2 separate regions of the Xenopus laevis genome follow, and region 1 is linked to region 2. A link is a contact called in public Hi-C data. All regions are on one chromosome and are shown on one strand. The core of a region is the stretch at or near the end of the contact, and the rest is flanking DNA. Distances in the headings are between cores, read along the strand shown. Region 1 holds the start of gadd45a.L (growth arrest and DNA damage-inducible protein GADD45 alpha). Region 2 overlaps gng12.L (guanine nucleotide binding protein (G protein), gamma 12 L homeolog).

The links. A called contact is a pair of places that touch in the nucleus more often than the background predicts.
Region 1: a contact with region 2 is called in a Hi-C map of the XTC cell line, with 2.0 times the contacts expected there. The contact joins the promoter of gadd45a.L here to the enhancer-like site in region 2. A contact is called at or near these places in 2 of 4 Hi-C or Micro-C datasets (the XL177 cell line and the XTC cell line).

The regions. Positions count from the first base shown.
Region 1 is chr4L:78,204,453-78,208,120 of Xenopus_laevis_v10.1, forward strand. It overlaps gadd45a.L (growth arrest and DNA damage-inducible protein GADD45 alpha), which reads right to left and starts at 2,164. Exons shown (of 4, transcript XM_018258205.2): 1 at 1,943-2,164; 2 at 1,155-1,256; 3 at 283-496. The coding sequence starts at 1,986.
Region 2 is chr4L:78,169,052-78,172,551 of Xenopus_laevis_v10.1, forward strand. All of the region lies in intron 2 of gng12.L (guanine nucleotide binding protein (G protein), gamma 12 L homeolog), which reads left to right. Among protein-coding and RNA genes, the nearest start is that of gng12.L, 25 kb to the left of the region's middle. Within about 2 kb of position 1,425, at least 4 of the 7 cell types and tissues checked have an H3K27ac peak or open chromatin away from gene starts, as enhancers often do.

The DNA.
Region 1 (3,668 bases), core at 914-3,413, 36 kb after region 2:
AAGGGAAAATATGAAAAATAACCTAGAATTATAAATGCTTCTAAAGAAGGTTTCTGTGCAAGCATTACTATTTATGTGGGAATGTAGTGAGCATCCTAGCACTATGGCATTGCTAAACAATCAGCATGTTGATTCATTAGTTAGCATTCCAATATCAGTCAACAGGGTATATGTAAAGGAATCCCAGTATGCCTTAGAAAGCCCCTCTGTTATTGTTTTGGTATGCTAACTGCAGAACCCACCCAAGCCCCTCTATGCAGCCTCTACAGGAGTGTCACCTACGTTGATTAGAATACAATGCAGATCAGCAGGTTCCCCTGGCTTTTCAGAGCCGCCCAGGATCTCGGCCAACCGACTCATGTTGCTCACTCTCAGGATGTTAATGTCATTCTCACAGCAAAATGCCTGGATCAGGGTGAAGTGGATCTGTAAAGCGACATCCTGACCGTCTTTATCGTCAGTAGCCAACAGACAAAGCACAACATTGTCTGGGTCCCTGAGAAAACAAGAGGTGTAAAGAAAACATTTAATTGTGACCCTGTATTTAAGCCTTGTGCAATATTACTGTAATGTATATAGATGTTCCCAAAGACTAGATAGAATGACATGATAGGGCTAGTCCACCTTTACGTTTGTATAACTTTTTGTGTGTTATAGAAGGTCCTGTGCTTGACAACTTCTCAACTGATCTTCCATTTTTTTTTTTTCTCCAGCTTGCAATTTAAAATGCAATCTGAAATTGGGATTCACTGACCCCGACAACTAAAATACTACTGCTCTGTCAGGCTATAATTGCATTGTTACTTTTTATTACTCATCTTTCTATCCACACACCCTCCAATTTACATCTCATTCAAACCACTGTCTGGTTGCTAGGGTAAACTGGACCCTAGTAACCCGATAGCAGCTGAACAAAAAGCTAGTTACTTAAGAAAACCACAGACAATAAAATATTTAGAGCAAAAGCAGAGGGTCTCTAGTTTATTAAATATTAATTTAAAGTGAAATGTTCCCTTTTCAAGTGCTTTTACTAAGTTTGAGTCCTTCATCCGGAGAGAATGATTCCCACAAAAGACTAATCTCAAAGTTCATTTCATGTATAAACAACAGTGTAGTTCAAAGTGCCCTTCAGAGGAAATAATGTTTCTACATACACATTAAGAAGTTTTGCAGCCTCATACACCCCAATGGTGATGGTCCTCTGCAGTTTGGCCGTGCGGAGCACCTCCTCCAACGCGTTTCCCACCGACTCCATCCTGCCAATGATACAAGACAAACGCATGAGCATCTGAGCAAAGCATGCAAACGGGACTTGGGAGCTATTCCCTATACCTATAGCATCTTAACCATTCATGAGTCAGGCACTATGTAAGCAATTTCAGTAACAACAGGCACTAATGAACTTTCTTAGATGTACAAACACATTATATATCTTGTTGCAGAGTCCATATAGCACATATTTTCACTTACAAAGGAAAAGCTTGCTCAGCCTAAAAATGAGCACTGGATTATGCCGTGAGGGATGCTGGGAGCTGTAGTCCAATGCAAACAGCAGGGTCACAGCTTTAAAGATCAGCCATTGGGTGTTTAGCATTCAGATCTGGATTGTATGGGATACAGACTTGCTGCACCAGCAATGGAAAGAAGCCAATAGGCAAGTGGGATGAAGGCACCTCAGGACAAGGGGAAAACTGCACATTTGGGAGGCTCTGCAACTGGTCACTGCACTTTAACCCAATTAGTACATGGGGCCCTTCTAATAGCAGAGAGACACACACAGCAGTGCAGGGGAGGCATGTGCACATCACACAACTCCCATGTTGCACAATCCTTTTGCACTGACCACAACAAATCCTCTCTGACGCAGACAAATTCTTCTAAGTACCCCAAAAAGCAGCACAGACGAGCACTATAACCGGCCCTTCGTAGCAAGTGATCTTACTTTCCAATGGTCTGATCCGCAGACAGTTGATCCTCCAGAGTCATATTATACAGCTGCACACGTTGCACTCCTCCCTAGCTCTGCACAGATCCACTGGAGGCTGAGGCAAGTGAGGCTCTTTCTGGGAACTGGAAAGTTTCACTGAATTGACACGACAGCTCAGCACTATCCCGTGCTCTCCACTTGCTGACTCCACACACTCTACTCTCACGCGCTCACTAGCCCGGCTTCATACGCAAACACTCAACCAACCACAGCTCTCCTCATTTGCGTATCACGCTGCTGATTGGTTCATGTAAATCAAGCTGCCGGTCATACACATGACCTCTTCTGCTGCTTTGGGAACAGAGAGTACAGAGAGTCCAGGGGCGGGGCATACTATGGACCTGCCTTGTGACTGGCTGACTACAGTTGCCAGGTGCTGAACATTGTGTAAATAACCCTTTCACTGCTGAGAACTATGGAACCTTTTATATAGTTATAGAAAAGTTAGTCCTTTAACAATTGCATGCTTTTGCATTAAAATTACAGAGAATGACACATAAGGTTATTTGCCAGTACTTTGATGTTCACCTTTAATAATAAAATACCTTTTATTGCTAGCATAATATAATATAACCTTACACATCCCAAAATCATCCCACTGGGGGTCCCAATATAATCTTCTGTATATGAGATTCTTTTATTTGAATCTGGCCCCTACTATCCGCAGGGCATGTTGCAGTATGTGTTCCCATGGAAGAGTCCCTGCACACTGCTCTAGCCGATTGTTGGAGTAAGTAACTGTTAATGGGATATACATTGCTCCAGGCCCTGTTTCCAATGAATATTTACCTGCCTGTGTGCGTAAGATAAAAATAACAATCATTTTATTCACATTTGGGCAAGAATGAGAACAGTAGAGATTGTCTCAAAGACTATAAGAGCAATGGTAAATAGGTTATGATCAGGAATCACTGTGTTAGTTGTAGAAGTCACTGTAAGTAAGTGTCAGAGGTTACTTGTGTACTTGCCCTTCATTTCTGGAACCCTCCCCCTGATCTGAAAACCTACATACAGTGGTGTAAGTAGATGTTACTTGGCCCCACAGCATATTAATTTTAGGGCCCCCAATATCCAGAGGTTGTCCTTTTTCCAAATATATGTTGAAATTGCTTATTAATTAGGGTCTCATGGATCCCCCTATACCACCTGGGCCCCCTGCAGCCACAGAGTCTGCGTCCTATGTAGTTACGCCCCTGCCTGCACCTCATTCCATTTGTAGGTCACAGGCCTGGACTGGCAATCTGTAGATTCTGGCTAATGCCAGAGGGGCTGCTGTAAGATGCCATATAGATACTCACTATTTAATGGGCTGGTAGGAGACAGTTTGGGCCTCTCTGTACCTAAAATGCCTGGGCCTATTTTGAACCCCAGTCAGGACCTGGTCACAGTAAGGCCCTAAAGTTTTTTTCAGACAGCTGTGCTTTCCATGCAGTTCAGTAGGGAATATAATTTCCCCTTCTGGCTTACTATGTATGTTTAGTGAAATATATTGGCATGCATTATTCTGCAAAATAAGTTGTTTGATTTTAATGCCTGATTAATGTATTAATGGGAACAGCTTCTTTTGCTCTGCGCACACAGATAAAAGAATCCCTAGACACAGAACAGTGACTTCCAGTGGCCATATGCTAGAATGCTTGGATGGCTTTATAATGCTATACCTAATTACCCATCATTTATT
Region 2 (3,500 bases), core at 175-2,674:
TGTCAGAAAATTGATCAACCAGGTTAAAAAATCTAAAAATCCCTATTTTATTTTCAGTCACCTGGCTAGACTAAAATTGCATCGAATGCAGAACACATACAATCGCAACCACCTATAGTTTGTGCTTCGAAACACATACAAAGTATTAAAGTGTATACATTGTCCTTTTTCTAGTGCAGCTGCAGCAGCCTTTGTTGTTACATTGAGAGGTGAAGCTGCTGACATTGAATTCTAGAAAAACTGTGTTTCAGGTCAATTCAGCGGCCTGGTCACTGGTGGGGTCAGTGATCAAACCTCATGGGTTTATAAAATGCAGTGCATGCGAATACTTTAAAATGGAAAATTTTGAGACACCTTAAGATTTTCATAAATATACTGGTAATATACAAAACAAAGTGTGTATGTCAGGCTGGCAATCATACCTTGCACCGCCCCATGTACAGTATTTGGATACCATGCATTGTATGTCTGCCTAAAGCAGGGCTATTAACATGGCAGTTGTTGCTTAGGCGTTCAATTGTTTGTTTTTTAAAAAAAATATTGCAGATGTCATTTTCCAAACAAAGTATTTGTAATGTCATTTGATAACTGCTATTTTGACTCAAAGCTCTGCATGATTTTAAAAGGAATATCGTCTTCTGTAAATGCATATTGGCTACATTTTATGACAAAGTAAATCGGTTTCCTATAATATGGCATTGTTTTGTCAGTTGAAAGTGCACAAGGGCATTTATCACCTACACGTAGGCCTCACGTAGATGAGTTCCACCAGAAAAGGTCAGACAATAGTTTTACCAAATGTTGCTTATTATAGACGTGTGAAATTCCACACAATCTCTTGTCTTCAGAGAGGATAAATATTGCTAGTTGTGCATTAAGACGTACCCTTTTCGCCCATAATTAAAGTTAGTATGTTTTTTTTTGTGTGTGTGTGTTGTATATGGAAAAGCGATTAATTTTCTGAAGTCGCCCGAAGTTTTGTTGTGAGGCAACTATGGAAAATGAATAGTTCCGAGTGCCATCCTGCCGCCCGACTAATTTCCCTGAATCTGCCTGTGTGCTGTAACCCTTACAGGGGCTGATATGTTAAGTGGGAGCATTCATAGCCACTGTTACAAAGTATAAGGGGTGTTGGCAATGTAGTGTATTGTTTTACTAACCACATCTGAGTGAATAGTTTCAAGTAGACCTGGATTAACTGACGAGTACATACTACCTTTGCATGTAAAAGATCCTTTTAACAATACGTGTACTCTTTCTAGCCCCAGGTGAAACTTGCCTTCAGTTGATGTAATGAATACAATGCAAGATGTATAATGCAGGTCACAAGAAGGATTTCATTCTTTCCTGGTTTCATTGCAAGTCTGGGACTAGCCCTGTGCCTTCACCCCTCTGTATGAACCTTGTGTTCTGGGAATGTGATATACACCAGATGACCTTTGTTTGCTGAGATGCGCCGGTGGCAGGTGATGCAAGTGCAGAGCAAGCATTGCTTGTTGGGACAGAATGACATTTCAAAGGACACGTGCTTGTAATACGATGATTGTACTTTTAATATCACATGAGGCAATCGGGTTATCTCCTGAATGTGAGTGCAGATACATTATGTGCAGTGTGCTCATCCAATAAAAGTTAAGGAATTGGCTCTGACGGTTTAGATTTGTCTGTAATTTTCTGTAGACAGGTAAAGGGGATATCTAAAATGAACTCAGGCAAGCTACTTTCTGGTAATGGAAATATAGTTACAAATGGCCATAGACATGCAGATTATTAGGTTGTATCAACCGTTCCAACCTGCAACTAACCTTTCAGATTAAAATAAAGTAGTAAAGAGAAGAAATCACACAATGCTCGGGCCATCCGTTGACAGGCAGCAATCGTAAGAAAGTAATGTCGGACAAATAGTAGTGACAATCACCCACGGATATTGTCACATAGGCAATACATGCTGCGAAATTTTTGGTAGCCCATATAAATCTTTAAACCTGTCAGATCGACTGACTGATCGATCGCCATGGCATGAAAAATGTAAGGGCACTACAAACCGCGTCTGAAAATTGTATGAATCTGTTTTGTGGCACACACACACGCGCGCGCAAAATTAGCATGTAAACATTAAGCTACTGTATACTATGCCATCAACATATTCTCAAATATAAATGTATTTTTTTTTCTTTAGCGTAATGCACAAAGCAATATTTGATTTTCCATATCTGTCCATTGCACTCGCTTCTGGTTCTGTTGTAGTATACAGCAACAGATAAAACATAAAACACTGACACTGTTTTTGGTACAATATTTCAGGGACTAAAAGCTGTGAAATAGTATTGAAGGAGCAGTTGGAACTTCTCTCCATATGCAGAGAGGACAGCTCTCTGTGCCTTTAGCCTGAACAGTCAACTGCTGCAAGTCGTGGGAAAACATCCGTTTTTTCTCACAAGCAATTTGGTTGTGAAAGGTTCCCCCCCCCCCCTTACTTACACTTCTGCCCTTTTATTGATACTACAGCCTGTCACAGCTGTGATAACCTTTCCACTTAGGGGTTGTGGTTTGAGGCCTCACTCATGTTTGTTTGTTTGTTTTTTTTTTTTTTGTCTAAAACTTTTTTTTTTAACCAGACAACCAAGTTTTATTTATAAGCAGCGAATAATACCCGCTGTGCATTATTCTGGCAGAGGGCAGCTGATATTTACCCAGCAAAAAAAGTGCTAGATGGATAAGCAACGCTGTACAGTTTTAAAATTTGTACAGCAAGTGCCGTGTAGTAAGCAGCACAGTGTCCCATAGAGCTTACAGTTTAAGTGGGTGGATAACCTATAGGCACAAATGTTCTCTCTTTCATCCTAGATGGAGCTGACATTTGCAGCCATAGGCCCTATGGCATACGTCCTATTTATCCACCAGCATATTTCATACTTCTCCATGCCACGGCCAGCTGTAACTTACATATGGCCTGAATAATACCCATCATTAAGTTTTCATTCATGACCATGACAGGAGGCACAGTGGGGTATTTAAATATTGTGAATGGTTATCAACCTTATAAGGTCTTTCTGTTTCATGCCTTTATTACTAGCTACCATAAAGCATATCTCTAGATCTGACCTATTGTCTGCAGGGCTTTGTTTCTGTCCTGCACTTCCCTATTCACTGTAATTGCCGCAGTCCTAGATAACCAGTGTATGTACTGCTAACATAACTGTGGGAAACTTTTATGCAGCACTAGAATTTTCCCACATGCTCGCATGCTAACTTGCATGCGAGCTCAGATTTTGCAAGGCAGATTGTTTTCTGAAAGGGCAGCAAATTTGCAAGTTGCTGTCTTGTTGGTGTGTGGTGCCAATGTTATATATGTTTGTGGGTTGCAAACCTTCCTAAACAGAAGAATTGATACAGCAAAAGGGAAATTTAGTGGCCTCCGAACATATGGAAAAATAGTATTGTAGTCTCATTCAAAGCAGTGGCTAGTTTTGCAAAATGTTTACCTGTAGAATAATGGC